Regions from separate parts of the Sus scrofa genome. Here region 2 is linked to region 1. Evidence: chromatin contacts called from public HiChIP or PLAC-seq data. All regions are on one chromosome and are shown on one strand. Each heading gives the region's core, a stretch centred on a gene start, on an enhancer-like site or on the middle of the called end of the contact. The rest is flanking DNA. Distances are from core to core; before and after follow the strand shown.

Region 1 (7,701 bases), core at 2,544-5,043:
GTGAACTTGAGCAGTCCTAGCTTCAGTCCGTGTCTGGCTTTTCTCCCCCCTGTACAAAAAGAGGGTAAAAGTAGATGATGTCCATGGTCCTTGGGACGTGCGCACTTTATGATGCTGTGATTTTGTGACTTGTACCTCAGTGAGAATGGTCAATCTGTTGACAAATATGGCTCTAGTTGTAGAGCATGTCTTTAATACCGAGAGTAAGCAGGTCCTGAGACCACACATTCTCAATGTACAAATTCTTCTTTCCCTGAAATCTCCATTATGTTTACTAGCTGTGTTGGTGTCCAGCTTAATTAGGGGCCATTGTTTTGAGCAAGCAGCAATAGGAATTATAATTAGAAGATTGTGTGTCCTGATTGGGATACAGGAGATGCATTTGCTGCAGTGGCACTGAAGCCACCTGCCTCTCCAGGCCTCTTCCGTTCTTTGGTCAGAGTGGTAGAGCTTTGCTTCTGCTGCTGCTTTGGAAAGGAAACATGGTAGTTATCAGGTCTGTGGGTGATGGAGACTAGAACTCTTAAGGGGAGCTGTCCCACATGCCTGGGAACCGTCTGTGACCTGCCTGAAATTTTAAGGACAGAGGGTTGATTTGGGAGCCTCCACAGTGAGATCCTAGGCCTCAGAAAATTGAGTCATGTGAGCAGTGTGGGGCCAGAGCTACTGTTCCTTGGCTTCTGGCCTGTTCCCCATCTTACCACACATGAATCAGGACACAATCCAGACCAGGAGTCATCTCTGAAAGTCCTAAGAGCATGCTTTTTCTCTTAAACATTTTGAAAATGAAAACATAGAAAACATTTTGGGTTCCAAGGAGTAAAATCAAAATAATTTAATACCTTTTAGTGAAATACCAAGTGTATTTGACTTGAGGGGGTTATTCCGATCTTTCTGAGGGCCTGTAGAGTATTGTGATGTCACTAATCCGGAGCCTTTGGAGAAGCAAGGTCAAGTGCAGTGCTGATTTATTTTGGTAATGAAATCTCCTCTGTGGTTGGCAGTAGGGCAAATGCAGTCTTATAGAGGGGAAAAATGGAAAGCCCTCTTTATGATGAGGTTTGGACCTTTAGAAGAGATGGCTTAATTTTCTCTCTGCTATGTGGGTCTTTGGAGAAGCTGAGCCTTTATGTGGTTGGTCTCCATGTGGACAGGTTATTTCTGCCTGCGGCACCCTATGAGCAGGAAGTTGTTCTTAGGGATAATTAGAAAGAGGGGGCAACGTCTTGACTGTTCCTGAGAGTTTGCAAGCTCCCTCCCTCCCTTTCTCAGTGTTTTCTTTTTCCTTTTTCTTATTTTTACATAGCTGTATGTCTCTTTTGTTGGTAGATGGTTGTGGAGGAGATAGTGGGACGACAAGACGGCAGAGAAGTTTTTGATCAGCAAGGTTGCCTGGAATTGAATTTCACAGGAGCAGGCCACAGCTTAAAATAAGACAGAACAAAACAGTGAACCATGGACTGTCTGAATCTGTTTGTTTCTGTCTGTCTGTCTTTTTAAGGCCATACTCGAGGTATATGGAGATTACCAGGCTAAGGGTCCAATCGGAGCTATAGCCTCTGGCCTACGCCACAGCCACAGCAATGCCAGATCCTTAACCCACTGAGTGAGGCCAGGAATTGAACCTGCGTTCTCATGGATACTGGTCAGATTCGTTTCTGCTGAGCCACAGTGTAAACTCTTGGGTATCTTTCTATTGCACCTGAAAACCCTAGTCTAGTCAAATATCTCCTGTAATCAAATTAAGGAGAGGTTAACTCCCAATTCATTGATTGCTTGCTTTATAGACAAGCAAGTGTGGCACCTAAAATTTGTATCTTCCATCTCATGCTCACAGAACATTTTGAGGTGGATATTGTGATCTGCACTTTGTATATGAGGAAGCTAAGAGGGATAAAGGGGCTTGTGCATGATCACTATAAATGGTATAGCTGGATGTTTTCAAAACCAGGTCTGGGAGTTCCCATCGTGGCTCAGCGGTTAGTGAACCCGACTAGAAACCATGAGGATGCCAGTTCGATCCCTCGCTTTGCTCAGTGGGTTAAGGATCTGGCATTGCCTTGAGCTGTGGTGTAGGTCACAGACTCAGCTTGGATCCCGCATTGCTGTGGCTCTGGCATAGGCCAGCGGCTGCAGCTCCGATTAGACCCCTAGCCTGGGAACCTCTATGTGCTGTGGGTGTGGCCCTAAAAAGACAAAAAACAAAACAAAACAAAACAAAAAACCCATTTCTCCCTGACTCCCAAACCTGGGCTCTTTCCACTACGCTTTCATTCCTTCCTTGCTGGAGGTCATCATAAGTTAATTTAACAAATTGGTATTGAGCACTGCCTACATTCTAGCCCCGTATGAGGGGTTGTCAGGGATATAGCAGTGAGCCAGACAGACATGGTCCCTGCCCGCATGGAGCAAGTTCATTTGCAGGAAACACTGACCTGAGGTCAGGGCTGCGTGCCAGAGCTTTCTGGGAAGTCTGAGAGCCCTTTGAAGATGGTCACCTTCCACTTAGCCTTTTGAAGCCTGTTCTTGGCCACTAGTATCCAGGGCACCTGGCCCAATGCTGGCAGGAAGAAAGTGTCTCAAATATCGCAGTGGGGAGGATCCTAGATCACAAGGCTGGCCTTGGTGGTGGCCAGGAAGATGTCTGGAAGATTCTGGTGCTGTAGGATCCTACAGGCAGCCAGGGCACAGCAATTGCTGGACAATGACTGTCTCTTTATGAGTAGGTGTCTTCAGGGACTTTGGTCAGGTTGGCTCCGGGGCTGCCCCCTTTCTTGTTGGGATGCCATGCCTGCTGGTCAGCTATCACAGAGCTGAGTTGTGTCGAATAGAAAAGATGAGGAGGAAGACATCTCTTGGCCAGGCCTCCCCAATTGCTGACCTGAGCCGTCCTGGCCAGGAGAGCACAGGAGTTGGACTTGCCTCTTTGCTTACTTCATAGAAGCACAAGGCAGAAGAGAGAAGGGGCCCTTTCAGTGAGGTGGTGGCAGAACTGACAAAGGGGCATCAGAAGGAGTGCATGCAAGCAGATAGGAGTGTGCACCAGTTAATCAGAGCAGGCAAACAGGCTGACATCTGAGGTCCCTAGGCTCCTCCTAATTTGGAGGACAGGTCAAGGAAATGCAACGCCATTCCTTTCTAAGACAGTGGGCTTTCTGTGAGCTCCAGGAAGGTGGTCTGTGTCTGTGGAAATGACTATAGAATCGAAGCCTTGTAGTATCCCCAGGCCTTGGAGGAAGGAGCCTTGAGGACTGAGCTGAACCTGTTCTTTCCGGTTCTTAATCTGAGCATCATTTAGCATCTTTGATTTCTTTTTTCTGTCTGACCTGTGATTCAGGATATTATTTCAAGTGAATTAGCTAGGAACGTGCAGTACAAAGAGCTGTGCCCTTAGAACAGGCCAGAAGCTCCATAAGGCTGAGACCCCACCATGACTGTCTTGCTGGACGTAGAAGGTGTCAGTGATGTTTGTTGAATGTACACATATGTGAACTATTGTTTAAAACAAAGAAAGGGGAGTCAATAGGCCTCTGAGCCTTGAGAGGAACTGGCTAGAAAGGAAGGGCGAAAGCAGGAAAAAAAAAAAATGAGAGAGAAAAAGATGTTTGTATATTTAATAGTCTCTTAGTCTGAGAAGGAAGAAATGCTATTTTTTTGTGTGTGATGTGTATTGACAAATGCTAGTTCCAGAGGCAGGAAGGATTTCTGTCCAAATAGGCAGAGTAGTGGAACAAGGGTTAATTCAGGGATCCTCAGAACAGATGAGTAATGGGAGATTTTGAAATAGTTTGGTTCCTGTGAGAGTAGCAAAGTCAGAGTCATCAGTGTTTGGATTGGGAAGCTTAACATATTGGCAGCGGTGGTGGGGGAGGGGGTTGGCAGAGGTTGGGCCTACCAGGGTTTATGCACAAGGTGTGAGCCCTTATGTAATCCAGGTTTAAAAAAAGCTGATTAGGATGGCTCAAGAACTGGTCATAAGCAGAGATAAAAAAGATAATGTTAAATTATCACTGAGTTGGAAAGTTATGCTTTCCAACAGCTTTCCGTGGCAGTGCATGAGCACTGGGATTCAGGAAGACATGGGTTCATAAATTGTTGAGTGAAAGCCTGTACTGTGCTTTGACTGTGAGTGGGGACTATAGGTATAAAGCAATTAAGATAGCTGACCTGTTTGACCACTTACTGTGTGCTAGGCACTTTCTCATTGCTTTAGAATATGTTATCTTGCTTATTCCTCAGAGCAACCCAGTGACAGGGGTTACCATGATTACCCCCAATTTACAGCTGAGGAAGCTGAGGCCCACCAAGGTCAAGTTATTTGCTCAAGGTCACAGTAAATAAGTGGTGGGGTTGACATTTGAAAGTCAGCTTAATACAACAAGCCAGCTAGTATGACTAACTGCAGTATTGATAGGGAAGGAAGTCTATATACTAGGGATATATACAGCTCAGTGGTATGGCAGCAGAAAGTGGGATTACTTATGATTGGGGAATGCATGTGTCCATATTTAAAAATGCAGGGAAGTAGAAGAGTTAGAGTCTGAGAGGCAGACTTAGATGGGCTAGCTTTGTTCAGTGGGAAAAAGGCCACTTAAGTGTTTTTTTGTATTTTTTTTATTTTTAGCGTGTGTTTTTGTTTTTAAACTTACTTTGGATGGCAGACCCCCTTTGAGAATCTATAGAAAGTTGTGGATCTCCAAAAAAAACAAAATGCTTATTTGTGCATAGTTATGGAATTGTTGCATATAACTTCAGATGATTTCTGAAGCCTAGGTCAAACCTGCTACTGTGGGGAGAGAGGGAAAGGAAGGGCACTTAGGCCTAAGGGAACAGCGTGATAAAGGCACAAAGTCCTTAGAGGGCACAGCTCTGGTGCTCTTAGAACTGAAGGTGTGTCCTGGGGGGGTGGTATGGTGAATGAGCCTGGAAATGTGGGCTGGCACTGCATCATGGAGGGCCCTGAGTGCCTGGTGGCCATCCTGGAACAAAGGAAAGCCATTGCATCTTTTTAGGAGAGATGATGTGACTTTGCCTGTGTTTGACAACGCCAACTCTGGAGGTATGAAGACAAGTTAGATGGCTATTGCAGTAGGTCAGTCGGAGAGGATGAGCCAAAAGTACCTAATGTCAGTGCTGGCAGAGAAGTTTTGGTGGTAAAACCAATAGGACTGGTTGACAGAATGGGATTTGTGCATGAGAAGGAGGGGTTGAAGATGATTCTAGGATTTGTTGCTGGGTGATGAGGAAGATGGCAGGACTGTGAACTGCATGGGGAGTGGAGATGAAAGAGGCAATTTATAGAGAGGAGAGGGATGGGGAGTTGAATTTTGTCATGTGCTGGAGGCACAGAGTGCCATCCGGATGAAGATGATCTGTGAGGTTTAGAAATTCCTGCCTGGAGGTCAGGCAGGTTGGAGTTGCTGGGACAGTTTCGTGGCTCACATGCAGAGAGGTAATGAGAATAGGGAAAAACCCAGGCTCACGGTGTTATGGTAAAAGTGGCATGGATTTTTTTTTTTTTTTTTTTTTTTTTTGTCTTTTTGCCATTTCTTGGGCTGCTCCCACGGCATATGAAAGTTCCCAGGCTAGGGGTCCAATTGGAGCTGTAGCCACTGGCCTATGCCAGAGCCACAGCAACGGGGGATCCGAGCCGCGTCTGCAGCCTATACCACAGCTCACGGCGACGCCAGATCCTTAACCCACTGAGCAAGGCCAGGGATCGAACCCGCAACCTCATGGTTCCTAGTCAGATTCATTAACCACTGTGCCACAACGGGAACTCCAAAAGTGGCATGGATTTTAAATGGAGTGTCTGTAGTAGTGGGAGAGTAGAGACATTGTCTTTTTAAGAAAAAGGGAAACCCCAACAGTGCTTCCCAAGCCTGACCAGCATCAGCAGAAGCACTTGAGAAGCTTAAAAAAAAGAGACATAATAAAAACTAACTCAATCCAGTTGAATCAGAATCTCTGGGAGTGTGGTCTGGGAATCTGTGCTTTTAAAAGTTCCCTGGGTAATCTGGATGGTCAGCCAGGTTTGAGAACCCTTACAGCCTGGGCCCAAGAGAATGGGGCCACATTTTTAGAGTTGGTAAAAGCAAAGAATGAGCAGAGAATGAGACTAACATTTGCAACAGTCCTTACAAAGTTTGAGTGTGGGAAATGAACCGCATCATTCGGCATATGTTTCCTCTGTATGGAGCGAGAACTTTATCATGGCCCATATTTGCTGTGCACAGAGGAAGGAGCAATGAGATGGTATCTTAAAGGGCATAAAAAGTCAAAGGAACACTTATTTTAGGACAGGCAAGAGACTTGTCCGTTTAGTTAGTAGGGGAGAAAAAAATTATGTCATTAAGGATATATTTGATGGAACACAACCAGGAAGAGAATTTAAAAGGAGTAGGTCCTTTGCCCATCTTTCAATTGGGTTGTTGGCTTTTTTGCTGTTGAGCTGTATAAGTTGATGATGTATTTTAGAGATTAGTCCCTTGTCAGTTGCATCATTTGAAACTATTTTCTCCCATTCTGTTAGTTGTCTTTTTGTTTTCTTTTTGGTTTCCTTTGCTGTGTGAAAGCTTGTCAGTTTGATTAGGTCCCATTGGTTTATTTTTGCTCTTATTTCTGCTGCTTTGGGAGACTGACCTGAGAAAACATTTGTAAGGTCGATGTCAGAGAATGTTTACAGATGGCCAACAAGCACATGAAACAATGCTCAACATCACTGATTATTAGAGAAATGCAAATCAAAACTACCATGAGATACCACCTCACACCAGTCAGAATGGTCATCATTAATAAGTCCACAAATAACAAATGCTGGAGGGGGTTTGGAGAAAAGGGAACCCTCCTGCCCTGTTGGTGGGAATGGAAGCTGGTACAACCACTTTGGAGAACAGTATGGAGATACCTTAGAAAACTATACATAGAAGTACCATATGACCCAGCAATCCCACTCTTGGGCATATATCTGGACAAAACTTTCCTTAAAAAAGACACATGGACTCTCATGTTCATTGCAGCACTATTCACAATAGCCAAGACATGGAATCAACCCAATGTCCACTGATAGATGATTGGATTAGGAAGATGTGGTATATATACACAATGGAATACTACTCGGCCATAAAAAGAACAAAATAATGTCATTTGCAGCAACATGGATGGAACTAGAGACTCTCATTCTGAGTGAAGTAAGTCAGAAAGAGAAAGACAAATACCATATGATATCACTTATATTTGGAATATAATATGTGGCACAAAGGAACCTTTCCACAGAAAAGAAAATCATGGACTTGGAGAACAGACCTGTGGTTGCCAAGGGGGAGGGGGACAGAGCGAGAGGGACTAGGAGCTTGGGGTAAACAGATGCAGAATGTTGCCTTTGGGATGGATTAGCAATGGGATCCTGCTGTGTAGCACTGGAAACTCTGTCTAGTCAATTATGATGGAACATGTAATGTGAGAAAAAAGAATGCATACATGTATGTGTAACTGGGTCACCATGCTGTGCAGTAGAAAAATTATATATAGGAGTTCCCGTCATGGTGCAGTGGTTAACGAATCTGACTAGGAACCATGAGGTTGCGGGTTAGATCCCTGGCCTTGCTCAGCGGGTTAAGGATCCGGGGTTACCGTGAACTGTGGTGTAGGTCACAGACATGGCTCGGATCCCCCGTTGCTGTGGCTCTGTTGTAGGCTGGT
Region 2 (7,701 bases), core at 2,184-4,683, 80 kb before region 1:
AGTGATCTCTCTAGTGCTTTATATATTTAGTGGAGCAGCCTCAAAACATGGCTTTGAAGTCAGGCTCAGGTTCTCCTTACTGGCTGTGAGGTCTTAGGGAAAATTAATCTCTCTGGGCTTCCATCTCCTCATCTGAAAAATGAAAATAATAAGATAAAGTGAAATATGATGGAACATGGTGAATAGCCCCATAGTAAGCTTCTCTGTTGGTTCCCTCAACCCATTCTGAAGTCTCCTGCTTCTTCTGTCCTGTTCTCTGTCCAAGATCCTGAGGGTTTTGTCCCAACCAGAGTGGACCAGTCTGACAGGCACTCATTTATTTGCTTTTCCATCTTCCTCCTTTGGGTTTTAGTTTTAAGCTTTTTTCCAGCTTCCTCTCTTGCTGGATTTCCTGCTCTGTTGTTTTTCTCTCTTCAGACAATTTCCCTTTTGCTTTCATATTTTCTCACAGACACACACACCATCCACTTTTCACCCTTTCTCCTCTGCTCTTATCATTTGAGATCTTAAAGAGACTTTTGAAGTTTCCCATGTTTCATCAAACATGTTCATCAGCAACACACCACTTCTCAGTTCTGCTGTCTCTCATTCTGGAGCACATTGAATCTCTTGGCTTGGGGGTTACGGGCACTCTTTAAAAGTTACTCTTTTGAAAAGACATAAATCGTTCTGATTCCCATTATGTTTATGAATTTGTGGAATTACACACATTTCTTCTACATATCTATTTGACCTTGGGCCATGTCTTTATTCTTTTTGAACCCCAGATTTTCACCTGTAAAATGGACATAGTAGTGCCTTCCTCGTGGGTTATCACAGCTGATTATAATTATGACTATGATAACCATCACCCAGTGGCCATGAATTAGAGTGCCAAGTATCTGTTTAGCACCTTTCTCTCTTTTTGAGGGAGGGGGACAGAAACAGTGTCTTATTTTAGATTTTTAAAAATTTTTTATCATGAACAGTTCAGTGTAGTTGAGGGTAGTGAATCTCGCTATACATACTATCGTCACTTAGCAACAGTCATCAATCCACAGCCATCCTTGTTTCTTCTAAATTCCTAGTTCCTTTACCACTAGATTATTTTGAAGTAATCCCAGATGTCATTACCATTTCATCTGTAAAGTTTCAAGTATGTATTTTAAAAATAGGACCCTTTTAAAAAACACCAACTGTAATATCACACAGTTGTGATATTACACAGCTTAATAATAATTCCTTAGTATGAAACATCTAGTTAGCGGTAGATTTCTTTAATTGTCTTATCAGTGTTTTCCCATAATTGGTTTGTTTAAATCAGATCAAAAGTTATCTTTGGTTGTTGTGTTTCTTAAAATTCTTTAAACATCTCTTCCCTCCATCCCCCGCCTTGCAATTGATTTGTGATGAAAGCCTTGTTTCTCCTGTAGAGTTCCCCTCATTCTGGATTTTGCTGTTGTATTCTCTTAGTGCTGTTTATCATGTGCTCCTGTCCTCTGGATCTCTTATAAATGCGAATTTAGGTCTGGAAGCTTGACCTGATACAGGTGTAATTTTTTTTTTATGTAAACAGGAATATTTCATAACTTGTATACCACCACGAGGCATGTGATGTCCACTTGCCTCTTTCTTTGTCATGTAAGTTATTCATTTATGATCTCTGCCTATATCTGTTACCTGTGGGTTTTGTAAACTGGTCATATTCCATCCTCTCACTGCTGCTTCATTTGTTAGCCAGAATACTTTTATAGAAACTTTCTCTTGTCAATTATTTGGTTAACCTGGCATAGAGTTGTACAGAAAAGCCGGGTTTATGGTCATTTTTTTCTTGAATATTGCTATGCATTTGTCGTTTTAAAATTATCAGATGCTTTTGAATCTGTTGTAGCTTCCTCTTATTGATGCTCAAATTGTACCATCTTTGGTCATTGGGAGTTTCTTTAGTTGGCCCCTGTGTCCTTTTGATGTGACCCTAATAGTTTTTGATAGCTTCCTTGCTATCCTATCTTTTTTGTGTATTCTTGGGTTTAGAATGAATCATTGCTGCAGAGTTTTGGTTGCTTTTAGTGGGAAATGGTATTTCAGAGCTAAACTTGGATACTTGGGTCTCTTTCTCCCACCTCCCCCTTCAGAAATGGATCCTACCTACCATGTCAACTTTTTCATCCATGAGTAAAAACTTTTCCTTCCACACTTGTCTCACGCGTGGCCGCTTTGGTTCTGATTTTGCTACTTCCATGCTTGTGTTTGTCATCTTGTCCTTTTCTCTTTCGAGGAAAAGTCCAGACTGAAGAATTCCCCTAGGACAGTTCATGGTTTGAGTCTCATCTTGCAGGCCAGAGCTCACATTAATTTAGGTTTCAGAAAAAACTTTAATCATTGCCTTCAGTCCTGTCTCCCTGATGGTTTGTTCTGTGTCTTGTTTAAATAAGCGGAAGGTGAGAGATTCCTTATCTTATTACCACTCTGAGCCATTCAGACCTCAAGCTGTATTTTGATGATATTGTTGGGGTCAATTTACACACATCTGTTTGAATAAAATACTCGTTGAATTAAGTTTTGTACCTTCCTCTCTCAAAGTGTTTAAAACAGAGTACATTTAATCTACCAGTCATTTAAAGAATTTATCACTAATACTTTATTTTTTAGAAGGTAAAAAATGTTAAGCTCTGTGGTTGTAGGCAGGTTTATGCATTGGAGTCCTATGCATTGGTTGTGGGAACACAACAGTAAGCCTCTAAGTCTAAAATGAATGTTTTTTTGTTTAATAGGTCTTGTATTAGATTTAATTTTGGTAATTTCTATTTTTGCTTTTTGGAAATTGTTTTATGCCATTGTTGGTGAATCACAGAATATGCACTTAGGCCAAAAAAAACAAAACGAAACAAAACAAAAACACCTCATTTTAAACATATCTACAGTGTTCTCTTCAGAGGTTCCCGTCAGGTCTGGAGTTTCAGCTTCAGTAATACTTTTTTGTTTTGTTGGTGAAACAAAGCCGAATGCGTTCACAGTCCAGCCAACACAGCCTCACACCAGAATGAATGAATAGTCCTGAAATTATCATCATCCAAGACATCCCTGAGAAATTAACTAGCATCCTGGCCTTTGAAATTTTGGATACTCATTTAACATACCCCCCCACTCCCGCCTTTTCTCTCTCCCTCTCTTTTCCCCTCTTTTTTTAAAGGCAGCAAGCTTCATGTAATGATTCCTCTGCATTAAGAAAAGTACAGTAGACCAGGGGTTTATTCCCTTCCCTTTCCTCCAGGGGCACAGGGAGAGGTTAAGGAACCCTGTAATTCACAGGCAGGCCTCTTGCCCTGAAGTTAAACTCATTTCATAAAGGGAATTTTCCTTGTGGTCCTGTGGCTCCCTAACACAGTAGAGGCTTCAGGAGGCAAGTGGTAAAAGCTACCAAAGAAAAAGCTGGACTGGAGCCACTGACGTCATGTCAGTAAATCTGCTGGAGGAACCCAGCCGGGCAGTGCCTGCCAGGCAGCCCTTGCACTTTGGCCTTGCCTGGTCAACTGGTCTTTCTGCTTCCTCCATCCCCCTTCTCTCTCCAGACCAGCCTGCCACTTTTGTTTTCTCTTCCCCCTTTCCCTCTGTGTGACTGAACTTGTATTAAAACTGGTAAACACTTTGAAGCCACCTCTGAAACTGGTTCTGTGCTTAATAGCCTGTATTGGGGGGAGGAGGCAGGGAAAACCCAGGGAATGGGGGGCCAGGGAGGCTTGAAAATTTCCCTAGTGGGATTTTTTTTTTTCTTCTTCTTTAGGGCCACATTCATGGCATATGGAGGTTCCTAGGCTAAGGGTCGAATCGGAGCTACAGCTTCCAGCCTACACCACAGCCACAGCAACACCAGATCTGAGCCTCATCTGGGACATACACCACAGCTCACAGCAACGCTGGATCCTTAACCCACTGAGTGAGCCCAGAAATCGAACCCACATCCTCATGGATACTAGTCAAGTTTGTAACCCTCTGAGCCACAACAGGAACTCCCCTAATGGGACTTCTTGGTGATGAATGAATCTATGAGGACAATATGGGGAGCAGCCAGAGGTGCCAGCGCCAGTCTCTGAACTTTTATTTAGAGGTTTGCTTTTCAGGACTGGGTGTGTGTGTGTGTATGGTGGGGGAAAGAGAAGACTGGTCAGAAGATGGGTGGAAATACTGGATTGCGTTTTTCTCATAGAGGGTGATTTAAGAAAACGAGTTCCATGAGTCTTTTATTACCCATTAGTCATTGGTCAGCTAACCCTGAACTCTCCCTGGTTTGCAACTGTAGCAGTTAAATCTAGAGCTGCATGCTACTTTCTGTCTTAGGTATTTAGAGTCACAACCCCACATGCGCCTGAATTAAAATATTACTGTGCTAAATCTATTTTTACATGGAGGGGAATGACATCTAAAAATAAACTTATCCCACCTGTTACTCACTTTTGGGAAATTTGGGACGCTGTCAAGTCACAGCCCATGGATTAAGCTCTTGATCATGTCTTCAAATGTGATATCCACATTCTACTTTTCCTGCTTTTGGTGTGATGTTTTCATTGTTTCATTAACCATTGTCCTCCTGTGTATTTTGCTGTGAATATTCTTTTGCAAATAAGAGGGAAGCATGGGTTCAGATTGGTTTTGAAGTTCCTGAGTCTTAGGGTCAGAAACTTATTCAAAGCAGTATCTTATCCATGAATCATTAGATGAGTCAGTTCCTGAAACCACTACAACCCTCATAGTTCTTGGCTACAAGCAAAAGCAGGAAATCCAGGCTTCAATAACTTCCTTTCCCAGTCCTGGCTATAGTCGAGTTGGTGGTTAGGTTCTGCTGCCTGCCTTTGTAAGCCGTAAGAAGATGTATGTCTGAGGAACAAAGGCACTCGAGTCAATTTATTGAAACTGTTTATAATTTGTGGCCTTGATCCGAATATTAGGCTGCATTGGCATACCCTGCTTTGCTGTCCAGTCCCGCACAACTCAGCCAGGAAAGGCGGCTGGTTGAGTCGCCGCTGAGATGCCCCTGCAAGTGCATGGGAAGTTTTTCACGGAGCTTTGAGTTCGGTTCCAGTGAATTCTAAAACTTGAGGGTGTGCACACAGACCTTAGGGGCAGAAAGCTCTGGAGTCCATATGTACAGCTAAAGTATCAACTTCTTTTGTTTTGTTTGCCCAGTGGAGAGAGAAAGAAAGACAGGGAGGGAGGGGAGGAGGGAGGGAGGGGAGGGAGGACACAGGAGTGCCAGCCCGCCGAGCTCTGGCCTGTGTCTTGCTCTTGCTTTTGCTTGTGTTTTACTTCCTTATACACAGGCTCTTTTTGTTGTTCCTTTTGCACTGTTATCAGGCCAGTCTTACTGATGTCAAAATCAGTTTGATAATTTTTATTAAATATTTTTAAAAGTGAGGGAAAAATGTGAAGTGCTTTCTCCTGAAGTCATGGGTCTCTGCACCCTGTGTGTGTGTGTGTGTGTGTGTATTCTTTCTTATGAGCTGTCTCCCCTCACCTGCTCCTAAGTCGACTTGGTTTCTCCACCTGTATGGAGTTGGTGCTCTGCTGCTTTCACACTTTGCTTGTGAATGTATGGACTTTTTCGATCTTGAAAAAAAATTAAAATTGAGTGTGATACGTTTTCATTTATCAGCTCTAATGTTCTTCTCTGACTCTAATTGGTGTTGGCTAGCTGGGGGATTTGAGAACGTGGGACTGAAGCTAGACTTTTTTTCCACTAGGTTTATATGGTGTCATTAGAAGTTCTGATAGGAGTCTAAAGATAGAGGGGATAGACAGACCCCGTGAAAAAGATGAGGAAAGAGAAGGAAAAAAAATGAAATGATGAGCAGTTGCATATTGATGCCTTTTAAATTGAGCTTGTTTCCGATTCATAGCTGGCTCAGAAAGGTCCAATTCTATTTCAGCCTTTGTAAAGGATAAAATAAAAGCAAATGCAAAAGTTTGCCTGCCTTCTTAATGAAGCCTGGCTGATTCAGAGCACGGCCAGGCTGGTGGGTGCCACTTTGTTCTTCCTTGTCATTTGTACTTGTATTTGGGTAATTCTGTGTTCAACTTCAGTCTGAGCTAAGAGGTTCTGACGAGCTTTTGAGAAAGTTAGACTCATTTTGATTTCAGAGGTTGGACTGAGAGTCACAATATCTGACATTTGGTTTTCCAGATGTCAGGTTTGTCAAAAAAAAAAAAAAAAACCTCTTTGTCCTAGGTGAGTTTGTTAGGAAATCACTGAAAAGATATTTCTATTATTAATGTGTGAAAAGTAACTCTCTAAACTTGGGAAAGATTTTGTCTTATGTGGTGAGAGATGACAAACCCAATTATTTTTATTTGTCCTGCATTGATCTAAGAGTTAACTTCTTTTTAATGCAGCTTTCAGGCTAGGAGTGCAGACTGAATCTTGAATTGCTTACGGTCTCTGGACTGAGTTGTTCGGGGCCAGGGATTGATTCATTAATTAAAATCAATGTAAATGGATTTGTAAAGCCTCCTGTAACAGATTATCTTATTAGCAACCACACAGAGCAGCCCATGATCTGGGAGGAATGTGTTTGTTGCTCTAGGTGAAACAGACCCCCACTGATGGACTCTTTGGGGCTACTTTATGAAAAACCCAGTGGCTTTTGTACGGAAAGAGCCTTACTTAACCTTTACACTGAACAGATTCTTTCTACAGAAAAATATTTTTAGTACACCTGCCCTAGAAGGCTTTAGTTCTGTGTGTTTGTGTGTGTGTGCGTGTGTCTACCTTGACTGTATCTCTCTCCCACCTTTGCATTCATGATTCAAGGACATTTTCCTGTGTTGGCCAGGTTCTGCCTGTTTCTAGGCAAGATTCCCACCGAAAACCCTTCTGTAAAGAGAAAGGAGGAACCAGAAATAAATTCCTGTTTGATAACAACAAAATGGTTTTTTTCGCTGACCCAAGCAACCAACAGGCAAACTACAAAGAAGACATTTATCTGTTATTTGAGGATCTGGCTGTACAGCTGTGCTTCCTTGGAGTGATGATAAGAAAAGACGGTACCTTTTGAAAACCTTGTGGCTTTAACAAAGGTCAGAGTTCATTAAGCTGCTGTCATGTTGTTGTTTTTTGCAATTGTGCTGGACAGGTAGATATCTTCTACAGTCAGACCACCTCACCCACCTCCTCTCTGATGTTTGGATCAAAGGGGGGCATCTGACCCAAGCTGAGTTGAATGTTCTCTCCTGAATATTTTGGGATTGAGACAGCAATCCTAATTGGTCTTTGATGTTCATGCTGCAGTTTAGGGAAAAGCTAACTGGGGGAGTAGCTGTTTGACCTGTGGGTAGAGAGGAGCAAAGAATGAAAACTGCTTTGCAGGGAGAAAAGAACAAAGCAGTTGTGCAGAGGAGGAGATGGGAGACCTTGGGAATAGTCTCATTTCCGGATGGTTTTCCATTTCCGGGTTTCCGTTTCCCATAAGGGCAGGCTGCGTTGCGGTTCCTGATTCGGGGTCATCTGATAGACCCCTTGGCCTTATAATGAACCCATGTTCCCCTCCTCTTCTTTTTTTTCCCTTAGGTTAGTGGGAGTGGGTTTTTGTTAATTGAAACCAAATGATCTTTGGCTGACGAGTTTGCTGGGAAAGAAGCTGTGTGGTGTTCTGGAGAGGCCCTCTTCCGTGGGTTCACACACGGCCTCTGCTTGGTCTGCAAGGCAGGGCTGCTCTCCTGGACCTTGTT

What was found. HiChIP or PLAC-seq counts read pairs in DNA pulled down with a chosen protein or histone mark.
Region 2: an H3K27ac HiChIP or PLAC-seq map of skeletal muscle shows a contact between it and region 1. The contact joins two enhancer-like sites. A contact is called at or near these places in 4 of 47 Hi-C or Micro-C datasets (embryonic fibroblasts, liver, retroperitoneal adipose tissue and 1 more) and 1 of 2 datasets of contacts at active chromatin or transcription factors (skeletal muscle).

Annotation. Positions count from the first base shown.
Region 1 is chr2:46,567,088-46,574,788 of Sscrofa11.1, reverse strand. The region is part of intron 2 of TEAD1 (TEA domain transcription factor 1); the gene reads left to right. Among named protein-coding and RNA genes, the nearest start is that of TEAD1, 99 kb to the left of the region's middle. Within about 2 kb of position 3,793, at least 9 of the 83 cell types and tissues checked have an H3K27ac peak or open chromatin away from gene starts, as enhancers often do. A contact at or near this core is called in skeletal muscle, where this site is marked.
Region 2 is chr2:46,646,478-46,654,178 of Sscrofa11.1, reverse strand. The region is part of intron 1 of TEAD1 (TEA domain transcription factor 1); the gene reads left to right. Among named protein-coding and RNA genes, the nearest start is that of TEAD1, 20 kb to the left of the region's middle. Within about 2 kb of position 3,433, at least 38 of the 83 cell types and tissues checked have an H3K27ac peak or open chromatin away from gene starts, as enhancers often do. A contact at or near this core is called in skeletal muscle, where this site is marked.